3 separate regions of the Mus musculus genome follow, and all the other regions are linked to region 1. Evidence: chromatin contacts called from public HiChIP or PLAC-seq data. All regions are on one chromosome and are shown on one strand. Each heading gives the region's core, a stretch centred on a gene start, on an enhancer-like site or on the middle of the called end of the contact. The rest is flanking DNA. Distances are from core to core; before and after follow the strand shown. Region 1 has its middle 48 kb from the start of Gm42016. Region 2 overlaps Tbx3os1 (T-box 3, opposite strand 1). Region 3 has its middle 19 kb from the start of Tbx3os2.

The links. HiChIP or PLAC-seq counts read pairs in DNA pulled down with a chosen protein or histone mark.
Region 2: an H3K27ac HiChIP or PLAC-seq map of embryonic stem cells shows a contact between it and region 1, with 9 read pairs. The contact joins two enhancer-like sites. A contact is called at or near these places in 7 of 39 promoter capture datasets (the 3T3-L1 cell line, 3T3-L1-derived adipocytes, the HPC-7 cell line and 4 more), 3 of 484 Hi-C or Micro-C datasets (embryonic fibroblasts, nephron progenitors and uterus), 12 of 115 datasets of contacts at active chromatin or transcription factors (craniofacial prominence, embryonic forebrain, embryonic limb bud and 6 more) and 3 of 9 other capture datasets (embryonic stem cells, embryonic tail and embryonic trunk).
Region 3: an H3K27ac HiChIP or PLAC-seq map of embryonic stem cells shows a contact between it and region 1, with 5 times the contacts expected there. The contact joins two enhancer-like sites. A contact is called at or near these places in 1 of 15 datasets of contacts at CTCF or cohesin (embryonic stem cells) and 8 of 115 datasets of contacts at active chromatin or transcription factors (embryonic stem cells and stem cell-derived neural progenitor cells).

Annotation. Positions count from the first base shown.
Region 1 is chr5:119,372,127-119,376,248 of GRCm38.p6, forward strand. No RefSeq gene overlaps it. Among named protein-coding and RNA genes, the nearest start is that of Gm42016, 48 kb to the left of the region's middle. Within about 2 kb of position 2,110, at least 8 of the 459 cell types and tissues checked have an H3K27ac peak or open chromatin away from gene starts, as enhancers often do. A contact at or near this core is called in embryonic stem cells, where this site is marked.
Region 2 is chr5:119,656,413-119,660,523 of GRCm38.p6, forward strand. All of the region lies in intron 1 of Tbx3os1 (T-box 3, opposite strand 1), which reads right to left. Gm16064 (a long non-coding RNA gene) reads left to right here. Exons shown (of 2, transcript XR_878735.2): 2 at 2,605-2,850. Among named protein-coding and RNA genes, the nearest start is that of Gm16064, 12 kb to the left of the region's middle. Within about 2 kb of position 1,574, at least 6 of the 459 cell types and tissues checked have an H3K27ac peak or open chromatin away from gene starts, as enhancers often do. A contact at or near this core is called in embryonic stem cells, where this site is marked.
Region 3 is chr5:119,708,239-119,712,180 of GRCm38.p6, forward strand. No RefSeq gene overlaps it. Among named protein-coding and RNA genes, the nearest start is that of Tbx3os2, 19 kb to the left of the region's middle. Within about 2 kb of position 2,068, at least 19 of the 459 cell types and tissues checked have an H3K27ac peak or open chromatin away from gene starts, as enhancers often do. A contact at or near this core is called in embryonic stem cells, where this site is marked.

The DNA.
Region 1 (4,122 bases), core at 860-3,359:
TACACAACACAACTACACACGCACACACACACACACACACACACACACACACACACACACACACACCCTTCACTCCCAAGGATACCAAAGTCCTGGTTAGACCACTGCCCAAAACACACAGATCGCAGCATCCCAGCTGGACCTGGGAGCTTAAAACTTGAAATGAAAAGCCCTCTGGCTGAGCCCAGCCTGGATCTTCACAGTAAAGTCAACAGAGATGCCCTGGTGAGCAAGCAGATACAGGTAGAACAAATGCTTGCTGTTACATGCTATCGAGAGTTGAAGCAATAGCTAGCTGATACACTTTGGACAATTCAGTGAAGAAAATCAGCCCTTTATGTCACTAAACAATCAATTGCACAAGTAGGTCTGAGTGATCTCAGGCAAGTAAACAGGATCCCAGTGAACCTCAGTTTTGTGGCCTCAGTAATAGGAACAATAGCTGGACTCAGCTTACAGAATTTCTATTGAGATGAACTCACCAATAACGACATGCCTTTTCCTGCAATGGGCATCCAAAACAAGTGCCAGTAAGTGGTTTTTATTGTTCTCCACGAAGGAACATGAATTGGTGGGATTGTAATCTAATCCCTTTCTTTGACTTTTGAGACAATATCTCACTATACATCCCTGGCTGTTCTGGAACTCACTATATAGACCAGGCTGGCCTCAAACTCACAGAGATCTGTCTGCCTCTGCCTCCCAAGTACTGGGGTTAAAGGTGTGAGCCATCAGACTAGCCCTTATAGAATCTGAAGGCAAACTGGGCCTCAGTGACATAGTAAGTGGTCAGTCAACAGTAATTATTCATTGTGTTGTTGTTGCTGTTGCTGTTGCTGCTGCTGTTTTGTGGTCTGCTCCTCTGAGTTCAACTATACCACCCGCTTGTTTGCTGACACTTTGTGTCTGGCCTCTGTGATGTGTTCCAGGTCGTTTTCATTCTGTTTAAGAAAGAGCTGAGCTTGTTGCAGATCCGAGACTTCACCGAATCACCCCTGCAAACAGTAATCAGTGACCCAGGAGCCATGGTTAGGAATAAGTAAACATAGGAACTAGACGCATTGCATGTCGGGAAAGGATATCAGTCACGTCCCCTCATCCCCCTATCCTTCATCTGCATTCTGGGTAACCAACACTCACCTATCTATATTCTACCACACCATCAAAATGTATATAGAGGGTGAACGGGACCTACTGAATATCTGTAATCTCATCACTTAGGAGGTGGCAGCAGAAGGGTTAGAAGTTCAAGATCATCCTCAGCTACAATGGAGAGTTGAGGACCGGTCTGAAATACATGAGACTCCATTTCAAAACAAAACAAAACAAAACAAAACAAAACAACAACAACAACAACAAACCCCAAAACCCCGAAGAGCAAATGACATAACGGGTGTCATATTTCTCCTCCTTGCTCCATGCTATTCCCAGACATGCTTGGCTGGAGGGCGCTTCCATCCTAGCAATCACTCCTTCCATCTGCCTCTTGCCTTGGAACACATCACAGCGGCCAGACACAAGGTGACAGCAAACAAGCAGGTGGTCACATTGAACTCTGAGAAGCAGATCACAAAAAAAAAAAAAAAGAAAAGAAAAGAAAAAAGAAAAAAAAAGCCGATGGCTTTCTCAAAAGCATCCTGCGAGCAGATTAATCTTTGAATCCGTGTTCTCTAAACATTTTAAATATGATGCTTAGTGACTAATCCAGGAGCTGCAGACAGAACTGCCATGCCAGGTGTAGGCATGGATTTAGAAAGGGGTGGGTGTCCAAAACCAACACCTGCGAGCAGCCAATCACATCCCCACAGTCAACAGGCCGCGCATGCGCGTGTGGAGGGCTGCATGTCTCTGCTTTGATTCTTGCTTAGCGCCGATTGGCCACAGGTTGGGCGCTTTTATGTTATTGACCAAATGGTACCCGTCACCCCAACATGAGAAAATGTTGCACCTGCCTTGAAAGACCCAAAGCTGGCAGCCTCCCTCACAGTCTCGGAAAAGCTCCTGGATCAGTTTTAATGCTTAAAGCCCCAGCCTTTGTGAGTTCAGATCCCCCAGCATTTGGTGGGCCCATGGGTGTGTGCTTTACCCTCGCAGCTGCGACTCGCCATAGACACCCCTCTGCGGAAATGCAAGGAATTTTACAAAAGGGTCGCCATGACCTCGCACTGTCTGTGAACTCTATCCCCCGCCTCCACCCCCGCTTTTAACTGTTCACAGGAGATCTCATTTCCCACCCCACTCAAACTCAAACTCCGTCAGGGTATAAGGACAACTGTCTGCCTTCTTAGACTCTGAGATCCTCTGCTGTAGATTGGACAATGAATCAAAACAAAACAAAACAACAACCTGCGTTCGTGGCAGACATCAATAATCAATCACAGAGTGTTCATCCTATGCCTGGATCCATCCTCTACGTTTGTTAAGTATTTGAAGCAAGCATCACTAAAAAAATCTAAGTGGGCTGCTATGAACTATCGTCATTCTGATTCAAAGGCTTTAATAGAAAAATAAATTAAAGCCATGAAGGAAAAATGACCTCCTGGTACCCAGACAGTGTGTGTGAGTCAGGTCTGAGGGTATATAGTTCAAGCATCTCTAATTCCCAGGCCTATGTCTCCAGGCCAAGAGACAATTATGTCCCTTGAAGTCTCTGAAGATTCACTCCCGCTCTCCTGACTAAGCATGCCAAAAAAAAAAAGTTTACGTACATAATATATGTACATTACGTATATTACAAATAAATGTAAGAAATAAGAAACCAGTGGCCACTTTGCCTTCTTCCCACACACTGTAAGAGAGAGTGTATTAGTCAGCTATTACCACAATAATGTTGCATAACAAGCCATTCTACAAACCAACAGCTGACAGCAATGGGCATTTAAGTTTTACAAGAGAGTCTGTAATGACCTTGGGTGGGGCTGAGGTGGGGCTTTGCTTGGCGACCAACGTCTTTGCTGGATATAAGAGGAATGGTCCAGCTTGTTGATGGCTCATCTAGTAAAGTGCTTGCTTTGTGTGAATGAGGACCTAAGGTTGACACCCAGAACCGATATTAAAAAGAAAGAAAAGGCTGGATATATTGGTACTTACTCCTCATCCTGGCCTGGGAGGTGGAGACAGGTGCATCATAGCCCTTGTATCCTGGTTGTGTAGGGTGGGGATAGGGGTACCCAAGGTTATCCTCTGGCTTCCACATATGTGTGCATCTACACACACACACACACACACACACACACACACACACACACATGGTGAGGGCGGGTCACTCCTTTTCACTGTAGCTTAAAGAGAGCTCAAAGCTAAGTATGTTCAACATCCCTGCTCAACCTGTACCTCCTTGTACTGTGTGGACCAATGCAAGTTCTACCCAGGTCCAAACTCACAGATGTGAGGGAATAGTCTTCGCCCTCAGTAGAAGAGAAATATTCATGGCTATGAATGTTAGCTATGCAATAACACAAGCTACAGAGGTGAGTCTTAAAGTTAACAATATCGTTTTAATAAGAGTTAGGGTTGACCGAAGGAAGCTATTAAGATAGCCTGGGCTGTTCCTAACCAGATGATCTTGATCACTTGTATAAGCCTCAGCATCTCCCTCCCTCTGGCAAGATGAGACTGGCCACATCAACCTTTACAGGTGCATACTGAGTGAAATAACCCAAGCAGGGTGCCTGGGTGGTGATATATTCTACCTTACATTTGTATTTGGACTATTAGACTTTTTTCTCTCTCTCCGTCCCAGTTCCCTCCCCCTCCCCATTGCGGTCTCCTTCTCCATTGTCTCCCCTCCCCTCCCTGTCTCTTCTCTTCTCTTCTCTTCTCTTCTCTTCTCTTCTCTTCTCTTCTCTTCTCTTCTCTTCTCTTCTCTTCTCTTCTCTTCTCTTCTCTTCTCTTCTCTCTGTCTCTCTCTCTCATGTGTGAGTGTGTGTGTGAGAGAGAGAGAGAGTGAGAGAGAGAGAGAGCAAGAGTGAGAGAGAGATTATGATGAGGAGATGCATACACCACAGTTCGCATGTGGGCATCAGAGAACAACTTTGTGAAGTTCTCTCTCCTCCCATCTTAATGCAGCTTCCTGGGTATCTAACTCAGTTGCCTGGCATGCATTGTGCAGCAGCAAGCACC
Region 2 (4,111 bases), core at 324-2,823, 280 kb after region 1:
TCCCAGTGCTCTGAGCTCATTGGAGGAGTGTTTCACTTCCCTCCTTCCCCGGGATGCCCAGGATGCCCGCTTCAGACTGGAATGCCCAAATCTCCACTGAAGCAATTGTTCAAGGAGCTTGTCAAGTGGGAACTTGGTAGGCCTCAGTAAATACTGAGCTGTATATAGGTCGTAAGTTCTTAAGGGAGAGCTCGCAGGCCAGTGTTAGCAAATGTCTTCAAAATCTTTCATTATTTCCCAGGGCTTTGGGATCTCGGATCTGGACCTCAGATCCGGATGGCTCAAGAAGGAAGAGTTCTATCTAGTGACATATAGCAGTCTCTGGTCTCCAAAGTTGCGGGTGGAGGTGGCATTCCTGCAGGTCCCTCTCAGTCTCGGGGTTCGGACCATCCCCAGCATCTCGAATCCCCAGATGCCTCCAGCCTAAGGCTAGGGCTCACAAGAACCTCGATCAATCCAGTCTGGGGGGAACTGGAGAGAACCGGAAAGAAGAGGGGGGTGACGGCCAAGATCAGAGGGGAAGAAAGAAACCAGGGGTGGGGGGAACAGACCGAAACAGACAGACGGAAGGAGGAGCCAGTGCTCAGGGCGCCGGGCCCAGGCGTCCAAGCCGAGCTTCCCGCCGCGCCACACCCGGCCTAAGACCAGCTCCCCACCGACCCAGTGACCCATTCGGGCTTGCACAAAACCAGCGCCCTAGGAGTCCTGGCCAGACCGCTGGGGCTTGATTCATTTCTTGACTAATTATCTGGAGCTCCTTGGTTCCTTCTTTCAGGGCTCAATTAATTCCCGACGGGCGGTGGGTAAGAGGCTGTGTTGAGGAGGCACCGCCTGGAGCCCCTTTGTGAAGTGCTGTCTGGACTATATCGATTGCACACACACACACACACACACACACACACACACACACACACACACACACACACTTGTCTATACATTAAAAAAAAATCTTGAAAGATCTCCATTTCCAAAATTTAGGTTTTGTCCTCCAGCCACTTCCCTGACCGCCACCAATTTCGCAGCTCTCCTGGACCAAGCCCCAAAGCCAGTGAGATACCAACTTGGGTGTGGTTCCATTGGTAGAGTGCATGCCTAGTATGCAGGAAACTCTGGGGTTGATCAGCATGCGAATCCCTAGCACTGGGGAGATGGAATGGAGGCAGGGGGATTGGAAGTTCAAGGTTGCTGCATAGTGAGTGATTCTACAGTAATGGGGGTGGGGGTGGGGCGAGGGGGCGAGGGTAATACCCAGTCATCAACCAAGCATCCCCATTGAGATTAAAAAGGCTCAAGAAGAAACTGGCTGTGCAGCTGCGGGCTTCTAGGTGCCCCAGTGTGTCAGTAAGTTACCTGGGGCAAATGAGCTTCTCCGTGAAATTACCTGCCTTTTCCGAAGAGCAACAAAAATGCATCTGAGGTGTGAGAAAACTGTGGCCATTCCTGTTCCCGGGAGAATTTCTCAAATAATTGTCGGAAAAAAAAAAACTTATTTGAGTAAGCGACTGGGAGCTGAGATGGTCTAGAGTCTGATTGGAACCCTAGAGATTCAAGGAGGGACTCTGCCCATGTCTGGGAAGTCCGAGGACCAGGTGATACATTCAAGCCAAGCCCTCTATCCAGGATGGGAGTGGGATGTGATTTCCCAGCCTTGGCTGCCTGAAGGCTCATCAGAATGGAGCTAGACTGGACACTCAGCTTCCTGGGAGCTAGACACGAAAAGTCACCTTTTGGGTGGAACCCAGCAGGCAGCCATGAGGAAGAACTGTCAGTTTCAGTGGAGGGAGAAGATCCCAGTCTATTAAGTTGACCTCACAGTGGGGTGGGCTCTCTCCCTCATCCATCATCCTAACGAAGTATAGGGCGAAAATATAGACAAAGTCAAAGTGCCTTCCTTCCCAAAGCTGCTGGAAAGTGGCTTTCTCAGGCACCAGAAGATATCAAAATCACTCTTACCTTATCCACCAGTCTCACCCTTATTCATTCACAAACAAGCAAAAACAAACAAACAAACAAAAAAAAACAAAACACACACACACATACACATAAACCAACTTCTCATGTGTTTCCTGGAAAAAAAAAATTAAAGGAGAGTTAGTCTATCCAGCCAATCAACAAACACTCAAGGCTCACGTTACCTGGAAAGCGGTCTAAGGCATTGGGACACTGATGGGGAGTGGGACTGACAGGGAGTGGGGAAAAGGATTATGGGATTCCTTGGCGGGTGCTATTTCAACAGCGGTGCTGTGGAGTGAGCCTCCTTAGAGGTTTGGGAGGAGGTCTCAATCCACTCAGAAGCAAAGAGCTCACACTGAGTGGAAGCAGTTAGATCTCAATTCTGGAAGCTAGCAGTTCTGGAGAAGTACGAATGGTGATGCCTGCCAGTGCCCTTCACCCTGTGGGGACCTGGCTGTTGGACCTAGTTTCCGAAGTTCCCAGCAGCTAACCTTCCTAGGACTGAAAACCTGCGTAGCGTCACCTTGCCACTGTCTAGTGCTACCTTTTTTAAGACCTTGGAGTTAACTGTCTCCTTCCACCCCCTGCTTCCTAGATCTTCTGTTTTCTTGTCTTCAAAATGGGCTAAAATGTATTCTTTTTTAACCCCAGCAAAGAAAACTCAGGACGGCCAACCTGGAAGGAACCCTTCCTCCCATGAGCTTCCAGAATGGTGTGCAGTGTTCGGGAGTTAGAATGTACTCAGCAAACACTTGTGGAAACCCGGGTTTTCCAGCACTTACACCAAGCTTCATTTCTATCATCTCAAAATAGGTTTGTTTTTCCTGGACTTGTTTTGCACATTAGAATCCATTTGGAGAAGCACTAATTCCCTTAAAATGTATTTTTGGAACTAGACACAATTCTTTTGTTGTGTTGTTGTTGTTGCTTATTCTTGCTATAGTGCCCAAGCAGGTCTCCAACTTGCTGTAATCCTCCTGCCTCAGCAGCATGTACCACCACAGGCAGCCCAAATGAGTATTCCCCTTTTAGTCTCTGTGTCTTCTTTGACATTCTTTTCATCCTCGAATGACTACTTTCTAAAAACCTGGCTCTGATAAAACTGATAGGAAAGCCAGGTCTCCCTCCCTGCCACTCCCAGACCACAGAAGCTCTGTGAGTGAGTGAGACAGTCTCTCTCTCTCTCTCTCTCTCTCTCTCTCTCTCTCTCTCTCTCTCTCTCTCTCTCTCTCTCTCTCTCTCTCCCTCCCTCCCTCCCTCCCTCCCTCCCTCTCCTGCTCTGTAAATCAAGTCCTAGCACGTGTTTGAAGTCTTCCAATGTGGTAGACCAAGCTTCTCTCTTGCATTGGTTTTGTGACAAAATCTTGATGTGTAGCCCTGCCTGGCTTCAAAGTCCCTGTGTAGACCAGGCAAACCAAGATCTTGCAAGGGTCCTCCTGACCCTGTTTGCTGAGTGTTGGGATGACAAGAGCCACTTTTAGCCTGAGGTTTAAAGTTGTTTTAAAAATATTTATTTACTTGTTTATTTTATGCCTATGAGTGCCTTGCCTGCATGTATTTAGGGGCGCCCACAAAAGAGTCTTATCCCCTAGAACAAAACCATTGTTAGCCATCATGTAGGGTTCTGGGAACTCAACCTGCGTCCTTTGCAAGAGCAACAATTGCTCTTAGCCACTGAGCCATCTCTCCAGCCTATAGTCTGAAGTTTTAATGACTTTGATGGAGTCTCTTCTAGGACCACTGAAGCCATCTGACAACCCGTACTGTCCAGACCCCAAGATATCCTGGACCCCTTAAAAGTAGGAATCCTGAATTCTGGAATGGATGTTCCCAGTCCAGCGTCCACCCCCACCCCCACCCCTTTCCCTCCCATTTCCTAGCATGCCTCATGTGAGTCCCTCACTTCTGCCCAGCGGAGGGGAGGGGAGCGTGAGGAAGGATGGGAGAAACAAACTTTGCAAAAAGGGGCGCAGTGCTATGGGATTTGGGAAACCAAGTGCCTTTTGGCACCTTGGCTCTTGAGGTATTCTCCCACCACCACCACCACCACCACCACCACCACCACCACCACCACCACCACCACCACCACCACCACCACCATTCAACTAGCATGGAACTAGAACAGGTGGAGTCTCAGAGCATTTCCCGGTGGCCTCCT
Region 3 (3,942 bases), core at 818-3,317, 340 kb after region 1:
GGGTTCCTAGCCTGTGTACCCCAGGGAATCAGCAGCTGGGTTTGAGGTGGAAGGTCTAGGAATTCCCTTGAATTGGGGTGCCTTCTACCCTTTAGGTTTTTGCTTATTGCTGGGGGGAGACTAGCGAGTCTTTCTGGATCCTCGGGGAGTCTAGTTTCGCAAAAAAAGTCTTCTTTAAGCATTTGCCCAGATGGCACGCCCTCATCAGCCTTTGCTCTGCATTCAGTGTGGTCAGAGAGACACACATTCAGCTGTCTGCACCATACAATTACATAGAAAGTGACCAGAGGGTCAGGTGTATCTGGTTGTACGTGGTTAGATGTGCAAAAGCCTGTACATTTGTTTCCAGATCCTGGTCACTATTCTGTGCATTTATATCTGCATGCTCTTGCTGTATAGGTTACATCACCTTTCCTAACAGTGTGAAGCTGGGTTAATAATGGGGGTCCACCTCTCTGCCTTCTCCTCCTGCCCCCCAATTTAGGAGTGTAAGCCAAGCAACTATCCTAGAAGAAAAGTATTTTGAAACGTACTCATCAATTCGATTGTTACTACGAATTGTTCTGTTGTTATTGTAAAGTGTGGTTCCCCTGTTTCCAGGCGGATCTCCCACCTTTTTTTTAAAATTATCAATTACTATTCTCTAACATAGTTGACTATTCCTCAGTAGGATGCCATATTTAAAGATCTGACTTTATGTCTTTATGTGTGAGTGTTTGCCTTCGTGTGTGGGTGTGTGTGTGTGTGTGTGTGTGTGTGTGTGTGTTATACACACGCACATGCAGTACCCATGGAGGCCAGAAGAGGGCACCAGATTCTGGTGAGCCATCAAATGGGTGCTGGGATCTCTCTCTCTCTCTCTCTCTCTCTCTCTCTCTCACACACACACACACACACACACACACACACACACACACACACACACCGTGCTCTGAGTACAGAGCCAGATTTGTTTTTATTTAGTTATGCATCTGCACACTCACTACCCACAAAGGCAGTTGTGAGCCACACGATACACAAAATATGGATGCAGAAATTAGGTCCTTTCTATACGGGGTGGGGGGAGTTGAGTTCATGTCCTAGTGCTGAGGCTCGAACTCGAGATCCTGCACATCCTAGGTAAGCACTCTGCCCCAGAGCCACAGCCCCAGGGTGCCACACCACCATAGCGGATTTCTAAATCAGTGCTCTGAGTTTAGCTCTACCACTGAAACCCAGCCCCAGCTCTTCTGCAGAGGATTCCAGCGCATTGCTCTATGGCTGAGCCAGGTTCGAAAGGCGCGCTTGTAAGTGCTCAACAAAACCCCGGCAACGTTATTTTAAATTCTTTTTAAAAAGTTTACAAAGTGGTTTCCTACAATGATATCCTTTTTTTTTTTAAAGATTTATTTATTTATTATATGTAAGTACATTGTAGCTGTCTTCAGACACTCCAGAAGAGGGAATCAGATCTCGTTACAGATGGTTGTGAGCCACCATGTGGTTGCTGGGATTTGAACTCTGGACCTTCGGAAGAGCAGTCGGGTGCTCTTACCCACTGAGCCATCTCACCAGCCCAATGATATCCTTTTTAAGCCCAAGGAAACTGAGTCACAGAGAGGGTGGGTAGCTCCCTACTCACACAGTTGGAGGTAAAAGAAGCCGAGGTTGTCCGTGGATTAGCACTTTCTAGTGGATCCTCCCCCTGGGGCAGGACTGCTTCAGTAAGAAAGCTAGGGCTTTGATTTGCTAATCTTGTTTGTTTGCAACACAAGCAGAGGACACTGGATTGATTTCCTAGCGCCTGACTCTCAGGGTCCCCCTCTGGCCTCGGGGACTTAGCACAGCAAATTCCTTTTCCTGAAGGACTAGAGGGTAGTCTCCAGCCTCAGGGCCTCCCCGCTTTCGGTACCGTCTCCCTCTCAGCTTCAGTCTTAAGTCTGGCAGAAAACCAGGTTAAACGTGGACCGCAGGCCCCACCCACGCCTCCACCCCAATTCATACCTCCCGGAGACGCCTCCCTGTTTCTGCTTCTTAGTCTTTTACAGTGGTTGGTCCAGATGCAGAGAGAGCCCGCTCCCTGACTAGGACGAGGCTGGGAATTGAATTTAGAGTCTCGTGATCACAATCACCTGAATCCCATCCCATGTCCGCTTGTAGGTGTGACTCAGCAGTAGAAAACCTGTGCGCAGGCGCAAGGCCCTAGGTTGGCTCAACACTGGATAACTAAATAAACATTGAATGAAGTTTTTATTTTATTTTTTATTTTTGGTTTGGGGTGTGTGTGTGTGTGTGTGTGTGTGTGTTGTTTGTTTGCTCTTTTATTTTGTTTGTTTGTTTGCTTTAAAAACATCTTCACCGTGACAGAGAGTACAGTCCGCTATCGGTTAGACTAGGTTGAGTTCTTCCTTCCTTCCTTCCTTCCTTCCTTCCTTCCTTCCTTCCTTCCTTCCTTCCTTCCTTTCTTTCTTTCTTTCTTTCTCTCTTTCTTTCTCTCTTTCTTTCTCTCTTTCTTTTTTCTTTCTTTCTTTCTTTTTTCTGCTTACAGTGAACTGGAGTCATCTCTGGAATAGGGGAGAAGCAACCTTTTATTTTCTCGGATGTCCATCGACCATGGAACCTGGGGCAAACAAGGTCATCCTCTGAGCCGCCAATTCTCCTCTGTAAAATGCAGTGCTCAGATGTGGTGCCTCCGCAGAAAGACCTAGACCTAGCGGGTAAGAGAGGCCGAGAGCGCAGCCCAGTGGTAGAGTGCTTTCCTAGCATGCCTGAGGTCTGGAGTCCCTTCTTCAGTCCCTAGCAGAAAACAAAACAAAAGCTCAAACAAGAGCTACCAAAGGGGATGAGGTGGAGAGGAACATGAAACAAAATCCCTGGACAAGCCAGGGGGTGGCTCAGTGGATAAAGGTGCTTGCCACCAAGCCAGAGGACCTGAATTCAATCCTTAGGACCCACATGGTGGAAGGCAAGACTCTCATAACTTGACCTCTGATCTTCACTCGGGTCCAGTGGTACACATACTCATGCACACATAGACAAAATTAATTGATTAATTAATTAATTGGACATTGACCTCCTGGGACATATCTGCTTGTCTCTGTCCCCAGTGCTTTTTACACTGGTGCTGGGATTTGATCTCAGGTCGTCTTACTTTTTTACTACCCCTCCACAACTCCAATATATCCAGGCAGTGCTCAGTCTTACAATCCTCCTGCCTCAGTCTCCACACCCCGATTGCTTTACCATTTTTCCCCTAAAATATCTTAAAATTATTATTTGACTTTATGTGTATGTGTATGTGTATAGATCTTCTGCCTGGGTAGCACGTGGCTACCTGGTGCTGGAGGAGGCCAGAAGAGGGCACGGCGATGTCACACATTTTAATCCCTGCACTGTCTAGGCAGAGACAGGTGTCCAAGCCCGCCAGGACTACATAAGGAGACCCTGTCATAAACAAAACAAAACAAAACCCCAAAACCAAGGGTCTAGAGAGATGACTCAGTGGTTAAGAGTGCTGGCTGCTCTCCCAGAGGACCTGGATTCACAGCACCCACACGACAGGGGACAACCATCTGTAACTCAGGTTTCAGGTGACGTTGCACCCTCTTCTGGCCCCCATGGGCACTGCATGAACACGATGCATAGTTGAACATTGAGAAAGTCAAATCTTGTGCTGCTCTAACTACGTAGTATAATTTGAGATCCAGTGTTTGGAGCCAGCAGTGCTCTTACTGCTCAGGTGGCTCTGGTCACTTGAGAGTGTTTGTGCTTCTCACCTGAATTTTTTTCTGTCTCCCAAGTCCTAGGATTAAAGATCTACCAACCTCACTGGTCTCAATCCACTCTCCCATGGTGTTGTAAAGTAGCCACCATAGCCAGGCACAGCGGTGCTCATCTGTAATCCTAGCAAGTGCGGGAGGCCAGGGAAAGGAAGTTCAAGGGCAGCCTGGATACTTAGCAGAC